Linked DNA regions of Mus musculus: region 1 is linked to region 2. A link is a contact called in public HiChIP or PLAC-seq data. All regions are on one chromosome and are shown on one strand. Each heading gives the region's core, a stretch centred on a gene start, on an enhancer-like site or on the middle of the called end of the contact. The rest is flanking DNA. Distances are from core to core; before and after follow the strand shown. Region 1 overlaps Srsf4 (serine and arginine-rich splicing factor 4). Region 2 holds the start of Mecr (mitochondrial trans-2-enoyl-CoA reductase).

The links. HiChIP or PLAC-seq counts read pairs in DNA pulled down with a chosen protein or histone mark.
Region 1: an H3K4me3 HiChIP or PLAC-seq map of embryonic stem cells shows a contact between it and region 2, with 2.3 times the contacts expected there. The contact joins the enhancer-like site here to the promoter of Mecr in region 2. A contact is called at or near these places in 1 of 15 datasets of contacts at CTCF or cohesin (CD8 T cells), 6 of 484 Hi-C or Micro-C datasets (the HL-1 cell line, Th1 cells, embryonic stem cells and 2 more), 2 of 115 datasets of contacts at active chromatin or transcription factors (both in embryonic stem cells) and 3 of 9 other capture datasets (adipose tissue, liver and pancreatic islet).

What each region holds. Positions count from the first base shown.
Region 1 is chr4:131,899,898-131,905,839 of GRCm38.p6, reverse strand. It overlaps Srsf4 (serine and arginine-rich splicing factor 4), which reads right to left. Exons shown (of 6, transcript NM_020587.2): 5 at 5,689-5,778; 6 at 4,115-5,575. The coding sequence ends at 4,768. It overlaps Gm12992 (predicted gene 12992), which reads left to right. Exons shown (of 5, transcript NR_102393.1): 5 at 2,479-5,942. It also overlaps the pseudogene Gm12978. Among named protein-coding and RNA genes, the nearest start is that of Gm12992, 17 kb to the left of the region's middle. Within about 2 kb of position 4,404, at least 14 of the 459 cell types and tissues checked have an H3K27ac peak or open chromatin away from gene starts, as enhancers often do. A contact at or near this core is called in Th1 cells and embryonic stem cells, where this site is marked.
Region 2 is chr4:131,841,180-131,847,705 of GRCm38.p6, reverse strand. Mecr (mitochondrial trans-2-enoyl-CoA reductase) reads right to left here and starts at 4,235. Exons shown (of 10, transcript NM_025297.2): 1 at 4,028-4,235. The coding sequence starts at 4,203.

The DNA.
Region 1 (5,942 bases), core at 3,155-5,654, 58 kb before region 2:
TGAGTGTTGGCAAGCAAACCTGGGTCCTTTGAAAGAGCAGCTGGTGCACTTAACTGCAGACTGAGATGCTGGGAACCAAATTCCTTTACAAGAGCAATACGTACTCTTACCTGCTGAGCCCTTCCTTCCAGCCCTGGATGAAGTCTTTTTTTAAAATGTCAGATCCAGTTGGATCCACTACATACCCCTAGCTGGCCTGGAACATACTGTGTAGACCAGGCTGGACTCAGAGATCTGCTTGCCTCCACTGTCCCAGTAGTAGGATTAAAGGGCTGCCCATGATGCCCAGCCCCTAGCTTGTCAACTCACTCCCATACCACCATCCCTACATTCAGCGTCTGTTTCAATAATCTACATTATGGTAAGGAGGAACAAGCCCAGGGCCCACACATGCCAGGCCAGTATTTTTAATTGCACACCCCAGCTTCTATGGTTTATAGAATATAGGATTCTTATAAATAACACATAGCTGGGTTTTGCCTTTTCAATCCACCCTGACTACCTTCATACACTATGGGACCTAGTGTTGGAATAGCGTGTCAGTGCTGTTTGTTTCCCATTCTCTAACCCCCGTGGGGCGGTGGGGAGCAGAGGCCTGGTATGGAAAAAGGCATGTGTGAGCTCAGCACGACAGAGCAGACTGCAGTGTCAATCCTCATTGCATATTTGGGGTTAGGGAGTCATGAGCACAAGTCTCACCACTGAGATGAGGACAAGCTTTGCCCTGTTGTTGCCATTGTGGGTGACCTGGGCTTGGCCAGCTGGACTACTGGGCAGGCTTTCTATTAAATCTTCAGGGCAATTAAAATCTCCCTAGCAAGCAAAGAGATGGCTCGGTGGGCTAAACCACCCGCTGCCAAGTAGTGTGACTGAGGTTCAGCCCACACGGCTCAACGTGGAGGGGAGAAGTGATTCTCCTCACACAAAACTAGTAAATGTAATAAACTATGCACAGCAGGGTCATCTGATCATGTTGTACTCTTCTTATCTTTAAGACAAGGTCTCAGACCTGCCTGCCTTTTCCTTTCAAGTGGGGGGATTACAGGTGTGAGCCATTGCTATCCAGTAATTTAGAACTTAGAAAAGGGTTGAGTGCAGGAGTGTGCATGCAGCTTGGTGCATGTGACCCGAGGACAGCTCTTGAGAGCGGACTCTGGCCTGCCACCTTGTGGAAATCTGGAGATTGAACGAAAATGCACACAGGCATCCTAACCCACTGTGCCATCTTGCCAGCCCCAGGTCTTTTGAAGGAACGCACATTCAGTCCTACGGCAATCCTGCTTGACTTGAGGACTCGAATCTCAATTGTTAACTCTCACTTGCTGTGACGTCACGTCTTTATGTAACTATCACAGATGAGCATCTTACAGGAGAACCAGAGTAGCTCTACAGCCTTCACTTGCCACGGGCCGCGCTGGCTGAAGCACTCCACCTTTAGGCTTTCCTCTTTATCTACGGACACCCATGCATACCCACTCCATAGGATCAGGGCTGGAGAGCAGGTCTTTCTCTGCACGCAATGCTGCTGCATGAAGCTTCCCTGGCTGCAACAGGGCCGACGACAGATTCTGAGATGTTGTTAATGTCCGTGAGCGTCTGTGTCTTCCACTGCAGACAGAGGGCACCTCACATCTTGCTTGGGCGTCTTTATTCAGAGCTTCCTGTTATGAGAATGCCAGGAGAGCCCACCACCAGGGACCTGGGTGCATACAGAATTTTCATATGGTTGCCCCAAAAGATCAGCAGTTAGAATCCATGACTAAAAATTCCCAATGTCCACCACAGAGCTCACTGGAGAAATGTAACTTTTTGGCTTTTAAACAAAGCCAAACAGGAACAAAGCTTACATTGTGAGATGGAAAAGTTATGAGTTAAATATATGAATTTTTAACAAAAAATTAGGAGTTGCAGAGATAGTTCAAAGAACTTGCTGCTCTTACCAAGGATCTGGGTTCAGTACCCAGCCCGTGTGCCTCACTATCACCTGTAACTCCTGTTTCAGGGAGGTCCTGGCCTCTGTAGCACCAGGCACACACAAGCCATACAGGGCTGGAGAGGTGGCTCAGTGGTTAAGAGCACTGACTGCTCTTCCAGAGGTCCTGAGTTCAATTCCCAGCAACCACATGGTGGCTCACAATCATCTGATGCCCTCTTTTGGTGTGTCTGAAGACAGCTACAGTGTAGTCATATACATAAAATAAACTCTTCTTTAAAAAAAAAAAAAAATCATCAGCCAGGCGTGGTGGCGCACACCTTTAATCCCGGCACTCAGGAGGCAGAGGCAGGCGGATCTCTGAGTTCGAGGCCAGCCTGGTCTACAAAGTGAGTTCCAGGACAGCCAGGGCTATACAGAGAAACCCTGTCTCGAAAACAAAAAAACAAGAAAAAAAATACAAACAAAAAAATTCCCCCCAAAACAAAACATTCATACAAAAAACTAAATGGAAATATAAAATGTCCACATCCCCATTCTTACAGGGTAAAGTGAGGAGCCCTCCAGGATTGATGGAACATCACATGTATGATGCAACCCTTTCCAAATTACCTTGGTTAAAGGAAATAAGCTTAATACAGAAGAAACTGTGAAAGTTCATGTCCGAGCTGGGCTTTTTCACGGAACCGAGCTCCTGTGTAAAACCGTCGTAAGCTCAGAGATATCAGGAAAGAACGACCATATTTGGAATGAACAACTGGAATTTGATATTAATATTTGTGACTTACCAAGAATGGCTCGATTATGTTTTGCTGTTTATGCAGTTTTGGATAAAGTAAAAACGAAGAAATCAACAAAGACTATTAATCCCTCTAAGTATCAGACCATCAGGAAAGCCGGGAAAGTGCATTATCCTGTCGCATGGGTAAATACCATGGTTTTTGACTTCAAAGGACAGCTGAGGTCTGGAGACGTCATATTGCATAGCTGGTCTTCGTTTCCTGACGAGCTGGAAGAAATGCTGAATCCCATGGGGACTGTGCAGACGAACCCATATGCCGAGAACGCCACCGCCTTGCACATTACGTTCCCAGAGAATAAGAAGCAGCCGTGTTAGCATCCTTGTCAGGATGCTGCACTGATGAACCCAGATAAAGGGAAGGTGAGTTCAAGAGTCTGGGAGGTTTTTTAGTTTGGCTGCCTGGTCTGTCCTGGGATTCCATGGTCCAATCTGACCCAATTCACCTACTTCTCCAAGAGCTCAGAATGGCCATCCAAATCTCCCACTGCCATGTCTCACTGGTCTTTTATACCCTCTCCTGACCACACTCCATAACATTTTTTTTTTTTTTTGGATAGTGTTTCTCTGTGTAGCCCTGGTTGTCCTGAGACTCACTCTGTAGATCAGACTGGCCACCGAATTGCTGGGATTAAAGGTGTGTGCCACCACCGCCTGGCCTGACGTCTTGTGCTGCCCATACAGACCCCGCCCCCTGCACTCAAGCTCCTCCCCATACTTCCTCTGGGCACCATCACTGCTGGGCTTAACTACCACTTAGTCAAACCCACATGGCCTGTGCTTTTTACCACTGAGGGAGGCTGCCTTCTCAGAAGGCCCACTTGCCCTTAGTGCTGACCATTTACAGGCAGGTCATGGACTCCGGGAAGGGAGAAAACCATCTGATTTTGTATTTCCAGGCCCTGTAGGTCTGGCTTATGGACAAGCAGTGTGAACTCTAGGGACAGATCCCAACAGACGCCTGCATAGCTCCCAGGTTGGCCCATGCACTAAGGAGGCCAGGATCCACCTTGCCACACGTGCCACCCCTCAGCACCATCTCAGGCACCTCCTGAGCTATGACAATTAGTGCGAGAATGACTGGGGCATGGTATTCCAGTGGCATACCCCTGGTTTCCGGTGCAGATTTTACGGTGACAAGAGGATCATGACAAGACCGACAGGCACCAGAACCCCCTCTGCTCATGAAGAACTCACAGGCGACACGGCTTCCAAATGGCCTCACTTCTCCTCAGCTTGACCACAGCTTCTCAAGAGAACCCCAGAACCCCAGACTCTTGGGGACTTGCCTTCATTCTGCTGGGTGAATATTCCTTTGGGAAATATTGCTTCTCACCACAGGGAAAACAGCAGGACAGATGACACACCAGGAAATGCCATTTAGATTCAAGCGCGGTGAAATTTTGTCAAGCAAAAATAGTCTTTATTCAAATTTAATGGAAACAGGGGTCACTATACTTTGCAAGACGGGGAAAAATAAAATTAAAAAAAATCTTTCCTTTTAATATAAAACAATATAATCACAATACCAGAATGTGGAGCTCCTACAGTGTTACTTCCTAGGGGCTACGCAGGGATCCGTTTCTCTCCACTGTGCTATTCACAACGTTGGTAAGTCCAGAAACAGGAAACCGAAGTGGTGGGAGACTGAAGACTTGCACTTTCACTACGTGGCACACATCAAAGGGCATCGATTCAAGGGCAGACGGCTGAGCTCAGCACACCTACCTACGCCATCACTCCAGCCTGAGAAGCCAGCCGTCTGGGTGCCGAGCTCCCTATAGCCGTGGCCAGGCCTGAAAGGCAGGCGTCTGGGTGTCCTACTGTGAGTAAGGGGAGGTCTGAGGAGCTGCTTTCAGTAGAGCGGGAAGGCCTGGCGCCTGGAGGCTGACCGAGGAAGCACTGAGATTGAACAACTGAGACACACCTTTAGGGAGTTAATGTACAGCAGTGACGGGTGTTCTACTTCACTCTTGTGCTACGGCTACCAACATGTACAAAACACTTCTCGGCAGTTCCAGCGTGGCAGAGCCAGTTAGGACCTTGAGTGGGACCTGGATCTAGACCGGGAGGGCGACCTGGAAGCAGACCTGGATGGAGACTTGGACCGAGAGCGTGTTTTTGAAGCCGATTTTGACCTGGAGCGCGACTCTGCCGGGACATTGGGTTTGGATTTGGAGGTGGATCTTGACCTGGCCCGGGGCTCTGGATTGGGGGCCTCGCTCTCACCCTCTGCCCGGCTTTCCCTCTGGCCAGACTCTGCCTTGGCATGTTCGCGCTCCTTTGACACCGAGCGGGACGGTGACCGGGAGTGGTCGGTGTCCTTCTTCTTCTTGCTGCTGCTGCTACTGACTTTGCTGTCCCGCTTGCTGCTGTGTTTTCGGCTGCGCTCGCTCTTGCTGCGGCTGCGGCTTCGACTTTCGTCCCTGCTTCTCTTCCTTCCCTTCCGCTTGTCCTTGCTGCGGCTGCGGCTCCGGCTGCCCACCTTGCTCCGGCTGCGGCTGCGGCTCTTGAGAAGGCTCTTCTCCTGGCTGCGGCTCTTCTCCTGGCTGCGAGCCCTGCTCACGCTCCTTCGCCTCTCCTCCTCTGCTCTCCTCTCCTGGCTCCTGCTCCGACTTTTACTGTCATGGCGGCTGGGGCTGTGGCTCTTGGCTTTGCCGGCGCTGTCGTTGTTTTGGAGCTTGTCCTCGGCGTGGTCTTTACTCTTACTGCGGCTCTTGTCAGGGCTGCGGCTGCGACTGCGGCTCTTGTTGTCTTTGCTGGGGCTCCGGCTTTTCTCCTTCTTACTGCGGCTGCGGCTCTGACTGCGACTGCGGCTCTTGCTGCGGGAGTGGGAACCTGACCTGGAAGACAGAGGAGCCGGGTGAGTAATGGGTGACTAGCCACTTTCTGTCAGGAACTGGAGAGAGCACGGGCATGCGTGTGGGGCGTGGGAGCAGGGGAGCTGCAGGCCCACCTGGATCGAGACCGGCTCTTCGAATGGCTGCTTTTACTGCTACCACTCCGGCTTCTGCTCTTCCGGGAATGTCTGCTTCGAGAGCGAGACCTGTGGTGCAGAAAAACAAAAAACAACATAGTTTTTGAGACAAGGTGCCAGTAACCTTGGCTAGCCCGGAACTTGCTAGGTAGAGCAGGCTGGCCTGAACTCACAGAAATTCACCTGCTTCGACTTCTTGAGCCCTGGGATTAAAGGCGTTAGAAAAAAAGACA
Region 2 (6,526 bases), core at 2,986-5,485:
CAGCCATTTGTTCTTTCATCTTTCACTCCATCATTGCAAATAATTTTAGTCAGACCCGACTGAGAGAGCACATAACCGAACAGACCTCCCCATCTGCTCAGCACATGAGGCAGGAATGTGTGCCCTCATATAGCACTGGGCAAAGGTGACTGACAGCTCCTGTGGTGTTGCTCAGGTCTGTATGTAGTCCTCATGATTAGCAGGTTGCCTTCTGTGATTTAATGAAGTGCTTAGGATGCTGAGACTTTACTAATTAACAAGCAGAACACAAGTTGCAAATGGGAGGAAGATGGTTCCTCAGTTCCTGACCACAGCAGGGTGTGTAAGTGGCCTAAGCTGGTGGAGAGCTAACCGAGTCTTGGACTCTTAGGGACCAGAGCTCTTTGTCACTCACCAGCCTTGCTGGGCCTCTTCTGGCTTTCCTGGTGATCCTGCCCATCTTCTTGGGACTCATATTTTGGTCCGTCGAACAAGGACATACAGGAATACAGGGATGGGTCTGAATTCCTGCGGCCCCTTGGCCCCCCTTCTTTTTTGAGGGTCTTAGTATGTTGTCCAGCCTAATCTTTAACTCCTGGGCTCAAACAAGTCTCCTGCTTCAGCATCCCAAGAAACTGGAGAGAACTTAGTTCAATGCTTGCTACTTGGTAGGTATACAATAAATGAGAGTTATTTCCATACTATCACTAAAGAGAGCAGCATTCTGAGGGAACACATTGTAGGATGGGGGAGGGGCAGGAGGGTCTAGGGAGGAGGAAAGAAAAGGACATCTGGATTTCCAGACCTCTGTGGTACAGAATCTAGAAGTCTGCACAGAGAACAGTGGCTCTGGCCACCTCTGAAATGTCCAGAATCCTGTAAGACTCTGCAGCCTGATTTCATACTTTCCCCCCACCTCCCAGAGCACTGGCCCACAGTACACAACACACCTGTCTGGGAACTACTGTTTGGATTTTGGATAGTTTCATGATCTTCTGGTCACCAGGCCCAGTGATGCCCAGACATTAAGATGGGAAAGGAACATTTGATTCTTTGGTGGCTGTGGGCACTGTAAACCTTACACAGGACTACAAAGGGAATCTCGATCGGTCACTGGCCTCAGCCCACATGCAAAGTTGTCTGAATCTGAGTCAGAAGGGAAGGTCAGGCCAGACCAGGGACAATCCCTACTGCCTGGCCATCTATCTGTAGGCATTGCTCCTCAACAATGGCTAGGCATCAGTCACCGGGAGGCCTGAAAAGCGTAAATAAATGGCCACCCTAGGCCGAGATAGACCCACTGAGCACTTTAGAGGCAGAGCCCAGAAGTAGTTTCCAAATGTAGCACAGGTGACAGACTGAGCTGTGAATCCAGGCTGAAGAGAATGCTCTGAACTTGGGGAAATAACTAGAAGTCTACATAGAAGACAAAAGCTGCTGGCTTTTTTCCTGGAGGCATCTGTAGACAGACTGGGCTGTTCCCAGCTTCCCTGGCACTCTAACAGGAAACCAATCAGGAGGCCACTGCACACAGCTGTTTAACCACCCAAGCCTTCCTTATCACCTTGGGAGAATGCAATAAAAGGTGACCTTCTTAACGAAATGAGCTTTGGGTTCGGCTAACATGACAGGAGCAGGTGCTTTGCAGCAGGCTGGCGAGGGACACAAATGATGAGCCTTTGGGAGCACCACCTCACTGCTCTCAGTTTGAGTTCATTTCTGAAAATGGAGGCCTGCTCATAAGGACTTTATCACCTCACTGCAGCAAAATCTCCAGGGAAGTGTCTATCCTGACATGATTGATTCCCTATGAGCAAAATACAACTTATGGCTGATGGGTCAGCTCAGCAGTCGGAGGTACTGATGCCCAGACCTGATACCTGAGCTCCATCACCTGTTCGCTAAAGACGGCAGGAGAGAACTGACTCCTGAGAGCTAGCGCGCTCTCTCTCTCTCTCTCTCTCTCTCTCTCTCTCTCCCTCCCTCCCTCCCTCCCTCCCTCTCTTAAAATCAAATATGAGATGTTTGATCTTAGACAAATTAGTCAACCTCTGAACCTCTATGTCTATAATATCCTCTTATAAAATTCTGTTGGATCTTAATTCATAATTTCCGCATGTGAGCTACCAACTAATTACACATATCTTACCAGTCAAAAGAGCTGTTAAGGTTGTCTGGAGTAGGGCTAAGGTGAAAGCACCAATCTGGGAATTAGGGAATCTAGAGTCAGCTCTTTGCCCTAACTTGGCTTAGCTGAGGGTTTGGCAAGGTCACTTCGTTCTCTGGGCCACATCACAAATATACCATACAGGGATAAGAATGAACAAATGTCACTCCACCAAAAAGCCCCGGAAGTTTCCCCTGTGGTGCCTTTATAACTCCTTGATTCACAGCAGACAGAATTACTGTAATGGTTCATGTACCGGCTAGGTGCTTTGACAGTCAGAGAGGAGCTTCGGATAAACTCAGGGGCATGGGCCCTCTGGCCACACCCACTCTAGAACAATGTAAAAGAATATCAACAATAATTCAAATTCCTTGAGAACCTGGGGGGGGGGGGAAGAGAGGCCACAAATTCCAGATCAGCCTGGGCAACACAGGAACACCTTGTCTGAGGGGAGAGAAAGGAAGGGGAGCAGGAACAGTGGGGAACACACCTGCAATCTCAGCACTTGGAAGTTAAGAGCCCAGCCTCTGTTTAAAAAGGGGGATGGGGTGGGTAGGTTTGGAGTTGCAAGCCTTTAATCCCAGCATTTAGGAGGCAGAGGCAGGCCATCCAGGGCTACAAAGACCCAATCTCAAACAAACAAACATACATACATATAACCAAAGGAGCTCCCTCCCCCATTAGAAGCAGGCAACTTCAGCCCCAGTGCTGGGGGCTGGGGGTGGCAGAGGTAGAAGGATCACTAGAAACTCCAGGTCAGCCAAGGCTACTCAACATGTTCTAGGCTAGCTGGGACCATACAGGGAGACCTTAAGAAGGGAAGAAATAATAATAATAAGATGCATGTTGGTAAGCCCAACTTGTCCACTTTTTGTTTGTTTTTGAGGCAGGGTCTCAATATGTAGTTCAGGCTAGCATTACATTCACAATCTTCCTCCCTTAGCAAGTGCTGGGACTACAGGCACACACCATGCGCATCCCCTAAACTGTATTTGAAGATTTTTTTTTAAATTTTTATGTATTTTTACTGTGAGTGTGTATTTTGAGACAAAGGCTCATTATGCAACCCATGTTGGTCTCAAACTCATAACCCTTTTACCTCAGCATCCTGGGATTATGAAACAACTCCTTTTTGCTTGTTTGTTTTGAGACAGGGTCTCTCTCTATAGTCCTGGCTATCCTGGAACTGACTATGTAGACTAGACTGGCCTTGAACTCACAGAGATCTGCGGGCCTCTGCCTCACTAGTGCTGGGATTAACGGCACATGCCATCAAGCTGGGTTTAAACAACTCGTCATAATTAGGCCAAGATGCACACATGGCTTGGTGGAAGGGAACTCGCATGAGAAACAGGTGAATTCCGGCACCTATTCCAATCACTAATTAGCCGTATCATTTTAGACAAGCCCCTCGGCCTCTGTGAAAGGCAAACAATAATCTCCTATTTAAAAACAGGTGTAGAATCTAGGTAGGCTGTCAGACCGTATGTTCAAATTTCTATTCTCACTGGCTGGGTGACTTGGGGCAAATGTTAATTTTAACTTTCTTATGCCTCGCTTTTCTCATCTGAAAAAAAAATGCAATAAATACCCCCAGACTGTTGCTGTGACAAATAGTCGGAAGCATCCACTGAGACAAAGGAGTGACTGCCACAATCTTCAAACCAATATGGGTCAGTAAACTCTGGCACCGGTGCCTCGCGGGTCCTTGGCCGCCGGAAAGCACCGGTGTCGGGTCAGCAAGCACGCCCTGGGGTCTCGGCATCTGTAGGACAGCAGAACCCTCTTCCTCGGACCCTGTCCTCTCCTGGCAGTCCGCCGCCCGCCTCAAAACCCTCCAGGAACCCCAGCTCCCTCCCCGGTGGCGGCGCCGACTCTTACTGGACGACCTTGGCTGGATCCCCATGGTTGCCATAGACCAGCGCCCGCACCCGTGACGGCTCAGAGAGAGCGGAGTAGGAGGATGTGGTCCGGCCGTGGCGGTACCAAGCCTCGAGGAGACCCGCAAGCTGAGGTGCCCGGGCTCGCGCCCCTGTCACTCGCTGGCTGACCAACATGCTGCTTCCAGCACTGGCAGAATCCGGCGCTCTGGACTACGTCATTCGTCCGCGACAGCAAGCCTGAGCCCCGCCCCGCTCGTGACCGCGCCCCCTTCTTTAAAAGAGGCCGCTCGCTCTCTGCCCAGGTATTGGTGTAGGGTTTCTCCCGGACTGGTGTGAGGATTGAGGGTGGGCTACGTAAGGTATTCAGAGACCTGGAGAAGTTGCACAGCTAGCCAAAGCAGCCTACCCATGAAGAGAGTTCAGAACTGGCTTAAAGCTGTGACTGCTGCTTGTCGCGTGGTGTTTCCGGGAAGTCATTTACATTCTGGCCTCAGTATCCCCTTTGCACTCTTTATTGAGATACCACTGTGCCAGACTTTTTAAAGTATCATTTCATCTTCAGTTCCCCCAGAACAACACAAAGACTTTATCAGCCCAGCATCACCACCATCATCAGTTTTTCGAGACAGGTTTCTTTGTGTGTTCCAGGCTGTCCCTCTGTAGACCAGGCTGGCCTCAAATTCAGAGATCCGCTTGCTTCTGCTTCCCAAGTGCTGTGATTAGAGGCATGCTCTACCAAGACTTGGGGACTTCTTTACCCAGAGTTAACATACCAGGAATACCAGGCTCAAATCCTAGCAGCTCTTTCCTAGCTTGGGCAAGTGAGCGCAACTTGGAGCCTATTTCTCATTGATGCCATGAAAATGATATACCTCATTTCAGACGGTTGTGAGGAATGGATAAAACATTAGAAGAAGCCGGGTGGTGGTGGCGCACGCCTTTAATCCCAGCACTTGGGAGGCAGAGGCAGGCGGATTTCTGAGTTCGAGGCCAGCCTGGTCTACAAAGTGAGTTCCAGGACAGTCAGGGCTACACAGAGAAAATCTGTCTTGGGAAGAAAAATAAAAACAAAACATTAGAACAATGTTAAGGAAAAATAAAAACAAAACATTAGAACAATGTTAAGGTTGACAGGATAATACATTGTAAAACCATCAAGCTGTTCAGCTATGAGAGGGGTCCCATGAAGGAAGATGTCGTTTAAAATGCTCACAGCATACAAAGAGATTGGGTGGGAAATGAAAATTCTTTGTAAAAGGTATTAACCTGGAAAGACGCAGGTTCTTAGTTTTGGTGGAAAAGAAACATCAGCATAAATAACCCGTCCGTGGAACATTTGTGTACATGCAAGTGTGCACTGTTGCAGGCTGAAGAAAGGGAGCAAGGAAGTGCTGCAGGAGGCAGTCCTTCCATTCCCAAACTGCGTGCATGGAAATCAGATGAGGTTCCATTTTAGGACTCCTGATTTAGAAACATGGAGAGAGGTACACGATCCAAAGGTATACATTCTTAGACGTTCCCCAGAGTCCGGTGATGTGGTAGCCCAGGAAATAAGTATCAGAGAGCGTTTGAAAGACAAAGATGATTGACCCAAAGCTTGCCGTGGGAAACAAATTTTTCTCTGAGGAGGAGAGCCCACCAAAGCATAGAGATTAAGGTTTTGGGAACTGGACTCAGGCAAATCTAGATTTGCATCCTGGTTCTGCCATTTCCTGGATGTTTGGTTTTGAATTCGTCACTTGGCTTCTCTGTGCCTCTGTTTCCCTCATGGTTAAAATGAAGGGAACTGAGCTAGGGAGGTAGCTCAGTGGTAGAGCACACTCAGTGGTAGCACGTGTGAGGTCCTGGGTTTGATCTCTAACAAGGCAAAGACAAAAAAAGCTCAACAATAATCAAGAGACTAATAGTCCCAAGGTTGTCTTGAAGACCGAGGGAGCGAGTACCACTTGAACCACTTAGCACACTGTTTGACATATGGAACGTTCTAAAACGATTCCAGGAATATGGTGTGAGGATGAAATGAGAGCTATCACTTTGTAAAACACTGGGGTTTGACTCAATAACTGCATTTATTAGAGAAATCTGATACCTACCAGTAGGGGAAAAGTCTGTTCTCACAATAGGTGTGCACTCACGTGAACACCTATTTCCACAGTGACAGGGAGGCATACTTGTGCCAGAAAGTTCACAAGGTCCCTCTGCTGCATCCTCTAGGTGACACTGGGATGTTCCTCTTTATCCCCTCACCCCCACCGCCCACTGGCTCCTCCTCCTCCCCAGGCAGCCAACTAGGAAAGTCTGGAGAATCAGGCTGGAAAGTTTTCCTCCTTAAGGCTGGATTTCATCTCCCTCCACACCCTTTCACCTTTCCCTTTGGTCTAGGCCATCTGGCAGTCACACAGTTTGAGAACAACCGGTGAAGGGGTTTAAGCCTATTGGCCTTAGCTTTGCATTCAAGACCATATGCACTTTGATGCCTACCCTCTTTCTGGCTTTA